2 separate regions of the Sus scrofa genome follow, and region 2 is linked to region 1. A link is a contact called in public HiChIP or PLAC-seq data. All regions are on one chromosome and are shown on one strand. The core of a region is the stretch at or near the end of the contact, and the rest is flanking DNA. Distances in the headings are between cores, read along the strand shown.

The links. HiChIP or PLAC-seq counts read pairs in DNA pulled down with a chosen protein or histone mark.
Region 2: an H3K27ac HiChIP or PLAC-seq map of alveolar macrophages shows a contact between it and region 1. The contact joins two enhancer-like sites. A contact is called at or near these places in 1 of 5 promoter capture datasets (liver), 18 of 47 Hi-C or Micro-C datasets (alveolar macrophages, brain, embryonic fibroblasts and 12 more) and 1 of 2 datasets of contacts at active chromatin or transcription factors (alveolar macrophages).

Annotation. Positions count from the first base shown.
Region 1 is chr15:126,789,375-126,796,197 of Sscrofa11.1, forward strand. No RefSeq gene overlaps it. Among named protein-coding and RNA genes, the nearest start is that of DOCK10, 81 kb to the left of the region's middle. Within about 2 kb of position 4,052, at least 1 of the 83 cell types and tissues checked has an H3K27ac peak or open chromatin away from gene starts, as enhancers often do. A contact at or near this core is called in alveolar macrophages, where this site is marked.
Region 2 is chr15:127,228,125-127,234,947 of Sscrofa11.1, forward strand. The region is part of intron 6 of NYAP2 (neuronal tyrosine-phosphorylated phosphoinositide-3-kinase adapter 2); the gene reads left to right. Among named protein-coding and RNA genes, the nearest start is that of NYAP2, 200 kb to the left of the region's middle. Within about 2 kb of position 2,962, at least 3 of the 83 cell types and tissues checked have an H3K27ac peak or open chromatin away from gene starts, as enhancers often do. A contact at or near this core is called in alveolar macrophages, where this site is marked.

The DNA.
Region 1 (6,823 bases), core at 2,802-5,301:
ATTATGAAAATGTCGGTGAAAGAGACAAAGTTTCTGGCGTTTTCAAAATAATTTATAATTAATATCTGTACCCCCTTGCATGCATTTACTATTATAAACTCTAAAAGGTGAGGACAATTGGAAAAAATAAAGAGATGTAACAGGGCATAAAAAAAGGTTAGAAGGTAACATGAGATTCAGGCCACATTCATCAAGATGATACAGCCACAACTGATCTGGTGGATGGTGGAAACTGGTCACAAAATGTCCATTGTGCTTAAAAAAACCTTATTGAATAGATAAAATAAATAGATGGAAAATATCATTTTATCCATGGATTGATCCTCCTCCCTTAAAATCCTAGTGGTTAGAATTTCAAAGAATTTGTTCAGGGTTTTACTCCACTTTGTGGTGTGAAAATGAATGAAATAACCTCTGCAATGATAGAAATTTGAGAGTCATAGATGGGAAATTGAAGACAAAAATGTTTTCAATTTGGGACAGCATTGTGCTCTTCGCAGAGCTCAATATTATCCCTTCAAAGCCTTTCTTGAAACTCACTGATCATCAATCATCAATTCTCATCAAGCAGGGGAGTGCATGCTCAGGTGTGTTTTATATATCTCTCATATATCTCCATGTTATACACATACACAGGTATTATATAACTGTATTACGTATATAATAGATAATATTATGTCATATTCTTTTTAACTATATGTTAGTAATTTTAAAACAAGGTATGTTTTCCAAACTCGTGAAATCAACAAGATGGGGTATATAGTATATCATGTTATATATTGTATAATTATAAATAATATAATACACATGTAGTGTATTATATAAATATACATACATGTAGTATAATACATACATGTAGTAAGTGTATACATTTTTTAATAATTGTGTAGGTTGGCAGGAAAGTGAGATCAATGAGGTTGTAAATATACATACATGTAGTATATTTTGTAAATATACATATATTTAAATTACATATATTGTATTTACAAATTCTGGGTGGCAGATCTGGAAAATTTTATTTATTTTTTTTACAATTAAAATGGGTGCATTTTATTGTATGCGAATTATACCTCAATAAAGCTGATTTTAAAAAAATGTTATCCTGAAACTATTCATTTAGAGTAAATCAGCTCTATTAACTCTCTTCCTTCTCTTTTACCCATTTCCATTGTAGCTATTTCATAATTCTCATAAAACACACCTGAAAAATGGTAGGCAAAAATGCACATGGATATTCCAATAATTCCATTTTCTACTTTTAAGAAGCTATGATCATCTGTTGGCTTAAAGGATGTTTTAATACTTCTTGTCTCTGGTTCTCAAAAGTTAACAACAGGAAAATGTAGCTTATTCCCTATTGCCCTCAAAATGTAAAAAAACAAAGATTATAAATAATAAAGTACTGAACTCAATCACTGGATAAAGTGTAAATAAATTACACTTATTAAAACAGGAGAAAATTTTAGTTTTAAATGGAGGAGAAAAATATAAGTGGAGATATTGTCAATTTGAACATACACCGATGCTGCTTTCTTGAAGAAAAACCCAGAAGGTTTTTTTTTTTTGGTAATAACATGTATTGGATGAAAATGATACTAGCCTGGCAAACTTTTCATGGGCTTAGGTGATTGCCTTCTGAAGAACTTCAAAGTTGGCTTGATTTTTATCCCAGATAAATGTTTTTAGAATTCTGAAAGCTATATAAAGATCAAAGAAAATTCATGTATCTCCACTGAAAAGGCTGAATTCATTTCTCTAATAGTTCTTAGTTTCAGTCACTTTTAATGTGTAAGTATGGTGTGGGAAACCTCATTTCAAAAGAATTTGGAGTTCCTATTGTGGCTCAGTGGATTAAGAACCTGACATGGTATCCATGAGGATGCAGGTTCCATCCCTGGCCTCTCTTAGTGCGTTAAAGTTCTGACATTTCCACAAGCTGTGGCAACCCCTAGGCACCCTCCCTGCCCCTACCCCCCACAAAAGCAAAGAATTCCATTGGTCTTGGGTCTCTGCCTTACATTCTGTCTCCAAGTGTTATTCATGGGTTCTCAGTACTCTTTCAGCCCAATCACTCCTACGGGGGAAAGGTGATCCTTTGCTCACTCCAGTGATGAAGTGAATGCCTCTGTTTAAAATTTGGTAATCTCTTTTTTTATACATCTGTATTTTCCCATATTTTCTTCTCTAATTGCTATGTACTTCCCCCCCCAAATCCAGCTCAATTGTACCTAATCTAGGGCTCTTTTGTTGCCCCTAATGAATGAACTTTCCTAACTGTTTTATTGGCATCCTCTCCATCTCCTTGGAGAAGGAGGGCTTCTTACCTGAAGGCCTTAGGGACTGCTGGGCACAGGACACTTGACACCAGGCAGATGAAACTGAGAGCAGTTTAATAGTCACATATACTCACAGCCCCCAGGAGAAGGACAAAAGTCACCATAGAGGGCCATGTGATCATTGCCTTTGGGAACAGAGTGAACCTGGGGAGGTTGTGGGGGTGGGCTCTGCAATGGCAGGAGAGTGGGGTACCTGGTGCCTCTGGGGGTGTGATTGGCTTGTCTGAACAATTGTGGGGGCTGGCAGAGATGTGAAACTATGAAATTTAGGACACAGGGGAGTGCAGCTTGCCCTGCAGGTAGAGGGATAGTGGGTGTTCTCTTTCATATTGGGTGCGGGGCGTTTCTGGCTTCAAGAGAACATATCTTGGTCTGGTCTTTGGGCCCCTGTGGGGCTCAAAGCTGTTTAAGAAGCACTTGAAATTTTAGGTCTTCCAACGCACCAACCTCATCCTTCCATTTAAAGACTTGATTTCATACTTGATCGTTCTAACACATCCCATAAAATTGGGCATGTGGTGCTATGTTGCCCTGCAGTTGCTGGCTGGCCATTTTGTGAACTTAACCTAGTCTCTCAATTATATTGTAAAACTGGGAGACAGAGACAGTTTTTCTTATGGCTTTTCTGCATCCCACCCTAATCTTCTTTTTCACCTATACTTTATGTGTGCATATGTGCATATTGAATAGTTCCCTGGGGCTGCCAAGACAAATTGCCACAAACTGGGTGGCCTAAAGCAACAGAAATTTATCCTCTTAGAGTTCTAGAGGCCAAAGGTCTGAAATCAAGGTGTCCCAGGGCCAAGTGCTCTCTGAAGGGTTCAAGGAAGTATCTCTCCTTTGCCTTTTCTAGCTTCTGGTGGTTGCCAGAGATGTGCGGTATCCCCTGTCTTGTGGCAGCATAACTCCAGTCTCTGCCTTCTTCCCTCTTTGTGTGTCTCTGCATTTCTTCCTTATAAGAGCACTAGTCATTGTGTTTAGGGACCATCTTAATCCAGTATGACCTCATCTTACGTTGATTCCATCTGTAGTCTTTTCACGTAAGGTCTCAGTTACAGGTATTGAGGGTGAGGACTTCAGGGCGCCCTTTTGGGGGAACACAATTCAACCCACGACACATACATTAGAAAATATATGCAGGGAGTTCCCGTCGTGGCTCAGTGGTTAATGAATCCGACTAGGAACCACGAGGTTGCGGGTTTGGTCCCTGCCCTTGCTCAGTGGGTTAAGGATCCAGTGTTGCCGTGAGCTGTGGTGTAGGTTGCAGACGCGGCTCGGATCCCGCATTGCTGTGGCTCCGGCGTAGGCTGGTGGCTACAGCTCTGATTCGACCCCTAGCCTGGGAAACTCCATATGCCGCGGGAGCGGCCCAAGAAATAGCAAAAAGACAAAAAAAAAGAGAAAATATATGCATGTTGCATATGGGTATACACACTCCTGAGAAATTCCTGGAAATGATTTGTCCACGATTATATAAAAAGGCCCAGGGGTCAGCAGGAAGAGACCTCAGTCCTCAGGACTCCCATCTATGTTCTCATTGTCAATGGCTCAAAACAAATAAGGCATCTCAGTGTGCCTGGGGGCACAACTGACTTCTCAGACAATGTAACATCTATCTAACGCTTATGCAATTGTTTATGAGGTTAAAGTGCTGTTTCAACACAAGCCAATTCTTGAGAAGTTACTTAAATTTGTAGGAAAGGAAGGCAGAAATATCTGTGGTGGTTTTAGCTTGTGGTTTTGCCTCTAGCAAAAGACATATGGTCTGGGAGGGTGGGACACATGGCTGTTTCCCCTTTGTGATTAGCAGTGATTTTCACATTCCCTTCAAGGTTAGGGAAACCACCTGCATTAATGGCTTAAGCTTCTCCATCATGGAGGAAGTCTTCAAGTCCTGGCTGTTTCCACCTGCCATGGAAGGCGGGGTGCACCCTTAGGCTTATTTCCCTGAGCAAAAGTGAAAGGTAAAATGAACAAGGAAGAGTCAAAGGGGAATTTACGGTAGACTCAGCAATTGTAGTAAGTATCACATTTAGCAAAATATCATTTTTTAATTCTCCTCCTCTCCAAAGATTGCTTTTTTGAGGTGTAACAGAAAGATTGAACCCAGAGAAGACACGTTGCCTCTGTCATTCAAGCCAGTTTAGCTGAGAAAGATTTTCAGATACATCTCTTTTGTGGTCTTTAGCATTGGGCAAGGATTAGGATGGAACCACCTAAGATGAATTAAAAAAAAAAATAGTTGCTAAGTGTTTTTGGCTCTTGCTGTGTTTCTTAAAACCAAAGAATATTCCAGATCAATTTTATTGATAAGTATACGAAGTCGTTTGGAATCTGGTACTATTATTTAATAACATAGCTGGCGATGGCGTTGGACATATTTGATAACGCTCATAAAGCTGGAGCACATGACAGGAAATTGGAGGAAGAGGTCAAGAGTAAAGAGTTTCCTTACATGGCTGGCCACCAGCTCTTCCCGTTGGTCTTGGTCAAATCAATGTAAATAATGAACATCACAGAAGCTTTTTCACTTGATCTCTCATATTATATACTCCTTGGCATGACTGTCTAGATTCCCACTGGAATCCCAGAAATCAGGAATCCCAGAGTAGGAAGAGCAGAGACTCACTCTTCGGGCAATCTAAGAGTGAAGAATTATCTGGGCCCCTTGACTTTATTTATTTATTTTGTCTTTTTGTCTTTTTCTAGGGCTGTTCCCACGGCATATGGAAATTCCCAGGCTAGGGGTCTAATCAGAGCTGTAGCCACCGGCCAATGCGGGATTGGAGCCGCGTCTGAAACCTACACCATAGCTCGTGGCAACACCGGATCCTCAACCCACTGAGCGATGCCAGGGACCAAACCCTCAACCTCATGGTTCCTAGTCGGATTCGTTAACCACTGCGCCACGCCGGGAACTCCATGGGCCACTTGACTTTATTACTGCTGTGTCTGATAGGAATGAGGTCCGTGGAGGGAGGGTTTAGGGTTTCAGCACCCTGGCTCTGAAGATACTCTGACAGAGTCAAATCCCGTTTCGGCAATTTACCGGCTCTGTGATCCTGGGCAAGTAAGTGTGTTCGAGAAATCTGTGTCTAATCATCTGATGGGAAAAATAGAGAGCTGTCAGATTTAAGCAAATAAAAATACGGAACACTCCATCGAATTCGAATTCACATAAACAATGAGTTTTTTTAGTGTATGCCTCAGATACTGCATGGCGTGTTATGTTCAAATTTAACAGGGCGTCCTGGATTTTATCTGACAATCTGAGGAAAATAAGCACACCTACCTCATAAGGCTCTTTTTAGGTTAAATGTGATGAGGGTGAAAAGCATTTAACATGATGCCTATGGCTTAGTACAGTCAAGTTATCATTGCTCCTAATTGCAACTACTATTTCATATTAGCTGTTAGGTTGGACATTTTTGTATCATATCATAGAACTTCACAATTCTGTTGAATGAAGGTTAACTGCCCAATTTATAATGGGATAAATATGGATTAAAAACTTTGAAATTTGTACATCTACTCTATACCTGGGTTCAGGAGCTGGGATCGTTCAAGTATATCATGTTACTTTGTTTTAGATTTCAGCCTAAAAGCTTCTAAATTTCACTGATGTGTAGTGTTCCAGCTTAATGGGATACAGTGTATCGTAAATTATTTGGTGTCTTTAAATACTTTTACTGCTCCTTCCCCTTTCCCTGAATGACTATATAAGAATATGATCGAAGGCAGAGAGAGGTCTACTCAGGAAATGCAACCACCCTTTCTGAAAACTCCTATTATGGTCTCTGACCCTCCTATGAATTCAAAAGAGTGGGAAAAAAACGGAGAATGATGATTGCAGCACTTTTTAGTTTGCATCAAAAAAATCATTCACTGGGGGAGCTCCCATCATGGCGCGGCAGAAAGGAATCCAACTAGGAACCATGAGGTTGTGGGTTTGATCCCTGTCCTTGCTCAATGGGTTAAGGATCCTGTGTTGCCATGAGCTGTAGCGTAGGTCGCAGACGTGGCTCAGATCCCGCGTTGCTGTGGCTGTGGCGTAGGCCGGCAACTGCAGCTCTGATTGGATCCCTAGCCCAGGAACCTCTACGTGCTGTGGGTGGGGCCATAAAAAAAAAAATCATTCACTGGATGTTTTGTGAATCAAAATAGAAGGTCTTATGATGTCATATTTAGATGTAAATTTGAGGAATATTTATAAATTATATGGGGAGCCTGTGGAGACTGGGCAAAAGGAATAAAGGAATTCTTAATAAGAGCCTTCAGTGCATGCTCCTTGGCAGGGTGGTGGTGAGGCACTGGTGAAGGAGCTGTTAGAAACAGGGCTTGGTACCGACTGGACACTGATGCTATTTGGTTGCTTTAATGAAAGGGGCTTCAAATCTTAATTCACTTACTGTGAGATAACTAAGAGCTCATCTCTGAAAAAAGGATGACTGCATCAGCAAAAAGAGGCCATTACCTACAACCTTTCC
Region 2 (6,823 bases), core at 1,712-4,211, 440 kb after region 1:
ATAAGGAAGATATCTTCCACTTGAATTTCTGAAACTTATTTACCATATTTTAATTGATAATGCTGGATTGACTGGCTATTTGCTAATAAACCCCATGGCACCCATAACTCAAAAATATTCATATCCAGCCCCTCACTAAGCCTACCCCCATCCAGGAAGAATCCCATGCACACAAGCAAGTATCGAGGATGAAAAACAGACAAGCAGGATGAATTGGGCAGCATGACTGGGAACTGTGAAAGAATATTTATGACAATAATTCCTGGCAAAGCATAATAAATCAATGTAATTTTCCTTTTTTTTTAAGTGCAAGTAAATCATGCTTTATGACAATGTTAATAAATTAATATTTTGATGCAAATAACTTGAGGAAATTATGTAACACTACTGTGCTCCAGTTTCTCTATCTTTACTGTCACCGTGTAGGTTATTTTGAGGATTAAACACAGAAATGTAAAGGGATGTCTGGTACAAATCTGGCTTATGATAGCTAGTAGACCACTGTTCATTCTGGTCATATTCAATTTTACTAGAAAGGTCTCTGATTTCTTTTTCTAGGAAGACTGAATGTTTCCTTTGGAAAGCTCGGCTCGTTGCAAATATAAGGTTTTCTTTAGTTACACAGAGTATAATTGGCTACAGGATGACGGCTAGTGCAACAGCCCATGTTTCATTTATTTGCATTTTCCAACAAAGATTTTAGGCCAGTGTAAAGGCATTTTTGGATTCTTTTAAGTCTGCACTTATGAAGTTTGGAGAAAGTATCAGGTGTAGACTTTACAACTTGGTTACTGCATTATATAACAGCTATGAAAAAATAAACTTTTTTGTTTTTTTTTGTTTTTGCTTTTTAGGGCCATACTGGTGGCATACAGAAGTTCCCAGGTGAGGGGTCAAATCGGAGCTACAGCTGCCTGCCTACGCCACAGCTGCAGCAACATAGGATCCAAGCCACATCTTCGATCTGCACCACAGCTCACACCACAGCCCACAGCAATGCCAGATCCTTAACCCTCTGAGCAAGGCCAGGGATTGAACCTGCATCCTCATGGATCCTAGTTGGTTTCGTTAACTGCTGAGCCACAACGGGAACTCCTGGAGAAGTAATCTTCATTCCTCACAGTGTTTCTTTTCTGCTTGGTAACAACGAATGGGATTTAAAACCACGTTAGCAAGGATATGCGAATAACAAGAAAATATCAACATCTGCAGATGTACAGGTTTCTTTAATAAAAACTCAACTTGACATGTATCCATCGTGTTTTTTTTCTGGCTGCACCCACAGCATGCAGAAGTTCTTGAGTCAGGGATCAAACCTGAGCCACAGCAGTGACCATGCTGGATTCTTAACTGCAAGGCCACTGGGGAGCTCCTCATTCATCTCTTAATTCAGATATTCATTCCCATTGTGGTTTTTTTTTTTTTTTGGTCTTTTTGTCTTTTTAGGGCCGCACCCACAGCATATTGAGGTTCCCAGGCTAGGGGTCAAATAGGAGCTGTAGCTGCTGGCCTACGCCACAGCCACAGCAACGCCGGCTCTGAGCCGCATCTGCAACCTACACCAGAGCACATGGCAATGCCAGATCCTTAATCCACTGAGTGAGGCCAGGGACTGAACCCGCAACCTCATGGTTCCTAGTCGGATTCGTTTCAACTGCGCCATGACAGGAACGCCTCCATTGTGTTTATTTAACAAAAATTTATTGAGCATCTATCCTGTGTCATGCAGGAACTAGGTGCTGGGGGTGCAAGGGGCACAAGGTAAATGTGGTAGACCAGATCCCACCCTCCCAGAGCTCCTGGTCCAGCAGAGAAAACAGAGAATAAAATACCAGATTTCTTATGAATGTTATGGGGGGACATGCTGGACCCGATCATATGATTTATTCACTGTCATTCAGACAGGCTTCTTGGAAAAAGTGGTATTAAATTTTGTGCCAGCATGACAAGTAAAAACCAGGCAATTAAGAGGGGATAGATAGCGTGTTCTCTACAGGTCGCTCCCAGAAGTGTGGATGAAAAAGGTAAACTTTTAGAACCTGATCAGTAGTAAACATTTTAATATGGCAACATAATTCCCAAACCCTATCCTCTTCTCCCTCTTCTGTATTTTTCATGTGGCCAGGGACTTCTGGCATGCTGTAGTTGTCCCAGTTATTCCCAATCATTCTCCTCCTCCTGTATCTGTGTTCTTTGTAAAGTGCTTTAATAGCTCCTTATCAAGAAGTGAGGTCTCTTTCCTATGCCCTAAATCTGGCTTGGCTTTGCATCTTCCATTGACCCATCAAATGCAATGGAAGTGACCTTGTATCTGTTCTGAGCCTTAGCCTCAAGAGGCCATGAATGCTTCCACTTGCTTTTTCCAACCCTACTCCACCATGTAAACAAACTTGAGCTAGCCTCTTGGAAAATAAGATACATATGGAAGAAAGCCAAGAGTCCTTAGCCTTTAGCCAGCCAACCCCCAAACACGTTAGAAAGTGCAGCAAGAAATAGCAGGGACACCTACCTGACCCACAGCCAACCATGGGTGCATGAGTGAGCTCAGTCCAGCCCAGAAGAACCATCCACCTGATCTATGGACTAAGAACAAAACCAAGTGAGTGTCATTTTAACTCAATGAGTTTAGCCATTGTGTCAGTTTTGTTCATTTCCCTTAAATGGAAATAATTTATTACCATTATTATTATTATATGAGTTCAGCATTCTCATTGAAAAAAAGTCGAAGAAATAAGTGAAAACCCACTCTCCCATCTTTTGCTCCACCACCCCACTTCTCAAAGCATCGCCTTTGGCTGTTATAGTTTCCTGTGAGGAGCCTGTGTCTTGATGGAGACTATGAGTTCCGTGACATTCATTTTTATTATGCAATAGGAAGTGCAAACCAGTCTGGTAGAATTCAGGTCCCCACTGTCATTCGGGCTTTGCTGTGGGGTATTGACTAACTTCCTGCTTGGCTCCGCAACAGCCGCAGGCAGCTGTGGGCTTTCTGCATCTATGATCCTCCAGGCTGTCATTCTTTACTATTGGCTCAGGCACCAGAACTCAGTTCTCTGCATCTGCTCCTTCCTAGTTCTAATTGGGTACTGGGTTATTCCTCAGGGAATACTGGCCAGCTCGGTTGCTAGATTCTGCTCACTAATTTCACACTCTAGAGTTGAACTCTCCTTTTCTGAATTCTAGTAGTAAACACATAACAGAATTCTCCCTTGGAGAGTCTTTGGAGAGTGGTGTAAGGCATATCCCTAATTGCCTTGCTTTTATTTCTCTGCGGAAAACTAGGACTCCTGGCTGCTAGAATTTGTGTTCACCAGAGAAACAGTTTTATTTGCATTTCTCCTGATACTGGTGTTATGGATTTAAGAAACAACCAGAAAAGGAGAACTTGGTCTTAACCATTTTAAATGGGCAACGTGTGTCTTTCTGGGGTTTGAACATGAACAAGCAGGGTATAAAATTCGGCCAGCTAATTATGAAATGATGGGGGGTGATGCCTCTCGGGTTCCAAGGCAAAAAGCCAGAGCACAGAAACAGACCTTGGAAAGAAGGTGTTCAAAGTGACTGTCATTGTTCTTAACTGAACTCTTCTCTATCCTAGGAGAGGGGTTAGAGGTGGAGAGGCTAGAAACCAGCTATGAGAGAGACTTTGAAATAACCTGTGTGAGTGTGTGTGTGTGTGTGTGTGTGAGAGAGAGAGAGAGAGAGAGAGAGAGAGAAAGAGAGAGAGGTGAACATCTATTTCTTATTGAGGAGGGATGAGAAGGGAGAAATGCCCCCCCCACACTCCCCAATGAAACATCAAGAGAGAGAGACTTTCATGGGACCACATGGAAATCTTGCAATCTTGTGATTTGTTTCTAGTCATTGAAGGGACACCATTTCAAAAAGAAGAAGAAGAAGTACGGGAGGTTAGCTGGATAGCCTAGGGACACAGAGCAGATAACTGCTTGGCAAGTAAGTCTCCAGCCACTGATGACAAGTTGAAGAGGTGAGTAAGGTGTGTTTCCCATGGACTGGATGAGGCCATGGAGAAAAACCTTGGATAGCTGAGGTCACGTGACTGCCCGGAGTGGCAAGGACTCTGCAGGACAGGGCAAGGTCCATCCACAGGAGGACCACTGAGCCAACACCAGATCTTCTGGTGAGAGGTGGCCTTCAGGGTACTCAGGAAAGCACACCAAGAAGAGTGTTCACCTCTCTGTCCTTCCCTGCTATGCCAGAGTGTGAGACACCACAGCCCATGCCAATGCCTAGCAAAAAGACCTTTCCTAGCGCCTCACCTCTCCTTCCTCCTACGTCCACCCTCCTGGGGGCAGACATGGTAGGAACCAAGCAGAGGGTACAGGGCTAAGAACCTGGAGGCAGACAAAGAGAAAGACTCTGTGCCAGGAACAGGCCTAAATGGCCAGGAGAGAAGGGCTTTCTTGAAATAAAGTTCAAAATTATAACTAATGTAAGGAACTAGGCACTTAAAATATTAGTTCAATAAGACTTTCTGTGACTTGAAGGAGCCAAAGGATTTTGAGGTCTTCTGTGTTCAAATTAATAGTTAAATAAATCCACAGGTTAAAAAAAAAAAAAAATCAGACAAACCAGGGAGTCCCTGCTGTGGTACAGTGGGTTAAGGATCTAGTATTGCCACCGCTGTGGTGTAGGTCACAGCTGCAGGTTGGGTTCTGTCCCTGGCCTAGGACCTTTCATATGCCATGGATTCAGAGAGCCAAAAAAAAAAAACCCAGAATCTGATGTAATTACAAAATTTTCTTTAAGATTATTGCAAAGTATATTTAGCCTGAATTATGGAATTTAAGTATATCACCCTTGTTGATTATCTGTCACCCATTTAAAATAGTTCTTTAAGTTTAAATACCATGTGTTAGCTTTTAAAATAAGTGCTGTTTCATTTGATCTTCACAAAAACCCATACAGCTGTAGGTTGGTGTTATGATCTGATTATTTAGATTGCAGCTCACAAGAAATCAATTAAATGGCCCAGGCTCATTGATAAGTAGTAGATTCAAATTAAGAAATGGATTTCAGGAGTTCCCATCATGACTCAGTGGTTAGGGGACCCGACTGGCATCCATGAGGATGTGGGTTCCATCCCTGGCCTTGCTCAGTGGATTAAGGATCCGGAGTTGCTGTGAGCTGTGGTGTAGGTCGCAAACATGGCTTGGGTCCAGCATTGCTGTGGCTCTGGGGTAGGACAGTGGCCACAGTTCTGATTGGACCACTCGTCTGGGAACCTCCATTTGCTGCGGGTGTGGCCCTAAAAGACCAAAAAGAAAAAAAGGGATTTCAGGTTTCTGACCTGTAGTAGAGCTCTCTTCTCATAATTTAATTGGGTTGAGTTTCCCTACTTCCACCTTCATGCTCAATAATTCATTCATCTATTCATCCATACATTCATGCTGCTGTTTTTTTCCAATACAAAGTTATCAAGCACTGAGCATGCTCCAGTAGGGGAGATTGCTATTCATCACAAAAATTAAAAATATAGTTGCAGGAGTTCCCATTGTGGCTCAGCAGGGTTAAGGATGTGACACAGTGTCCATGAGGACTCAGATTCAATCCCTGGCCTCGCTCAGTGGGTTAAGGATCTGGCATTGCCGTGAGCTATGGCATAGGTTGCAGATGCAGCTTGGCTCTGATGTTGCCATGGCTGGTGTTGCATAGGCCTGCAGCTGCAGCTCCAATATGACCCCTAGCCTGGAAACTTCCATTTCCTGGGGGTGCATCTGAAAAAAAAATGTAATTGCAAGCTACAAAACCTCCAAGGAAAATGACACTATGCTTCCTCTTATGGTTGGTGTGTAGCATCCTAATCACTTGAGAACTGATGCTGCAGGTGATTCAGGAGCAGGTACAATCCAGGGAGAAGACCCAGGAGGCATGACGATCCTGTGACTCTAGGGTGTGTGTGGGAGAGTGGCTTCCAGGAGAAGCCCGCCAGGGTGATGCTGCACTGGCCGCCTTCAGGACCTGAGTCTTACCTAAAAATGACAGGAGGCCACGTTCGGATTTTAAACTCAGGCATCAGGATTACAAAGCCAGCTAAGCTACGGGAGACAGGATTAGGAAGATAAATGCAATGTCCCAAATAACCTGGCTCATAAATTCAAAGAAGTGTTCTCTCTGCTCCCTAGCCCATGAAATTCTTCTGTTCTCGTGACTGAGAGTTGTTGATAACTGATTGTTTTGATAGATCTAAAAATTCATTCCTGAGTACCTGAGAAACCATATCATACATGTGCTTTTTTTCTCCTAATAAAATAGCAGTATTATGGATGCTTGTCTTTCTTGAGTTTGGCCATTTACTCATCCAGTAAGCTTGTGGAAACACCTGTTTTGAACAGCACCCTGTGAGGGGATGACAGATAACCTCTGCCTTCAAGGACCCTCTGTTCGCTTAAGATAGTGCTTGCTTTTTTACAGTAAGAGAGCATCATTCACCCTGATTCAGGAAGAAAGGACACTGGACTGTGCTCCAGTAGTTTGTAGAGTTTTGTCTGAATTATTAATATTCCTTTTCCCATTTCTTTTTTTTTTTTTTCCAGCAGGATGATTGGTTAAATCTATGCGAGCAGTAGAATTTGGTGATATTAACTGATATGTGTGTGTGTGTGTGTGTTTGTGTATCTACAGCTACCTATGTGTTTTAAGCTTGGGTCTTATGTGATCTGATTTGTAGTCAGATAAATTATTATATTCTATACATAATTACATGTGTGAGTTTACACACACACACAGTCCCTTAACTTAATTTCTGCTAAATACATGCATAGACCATGATGCTCTATACTATTCAGATACCCTGAATGCT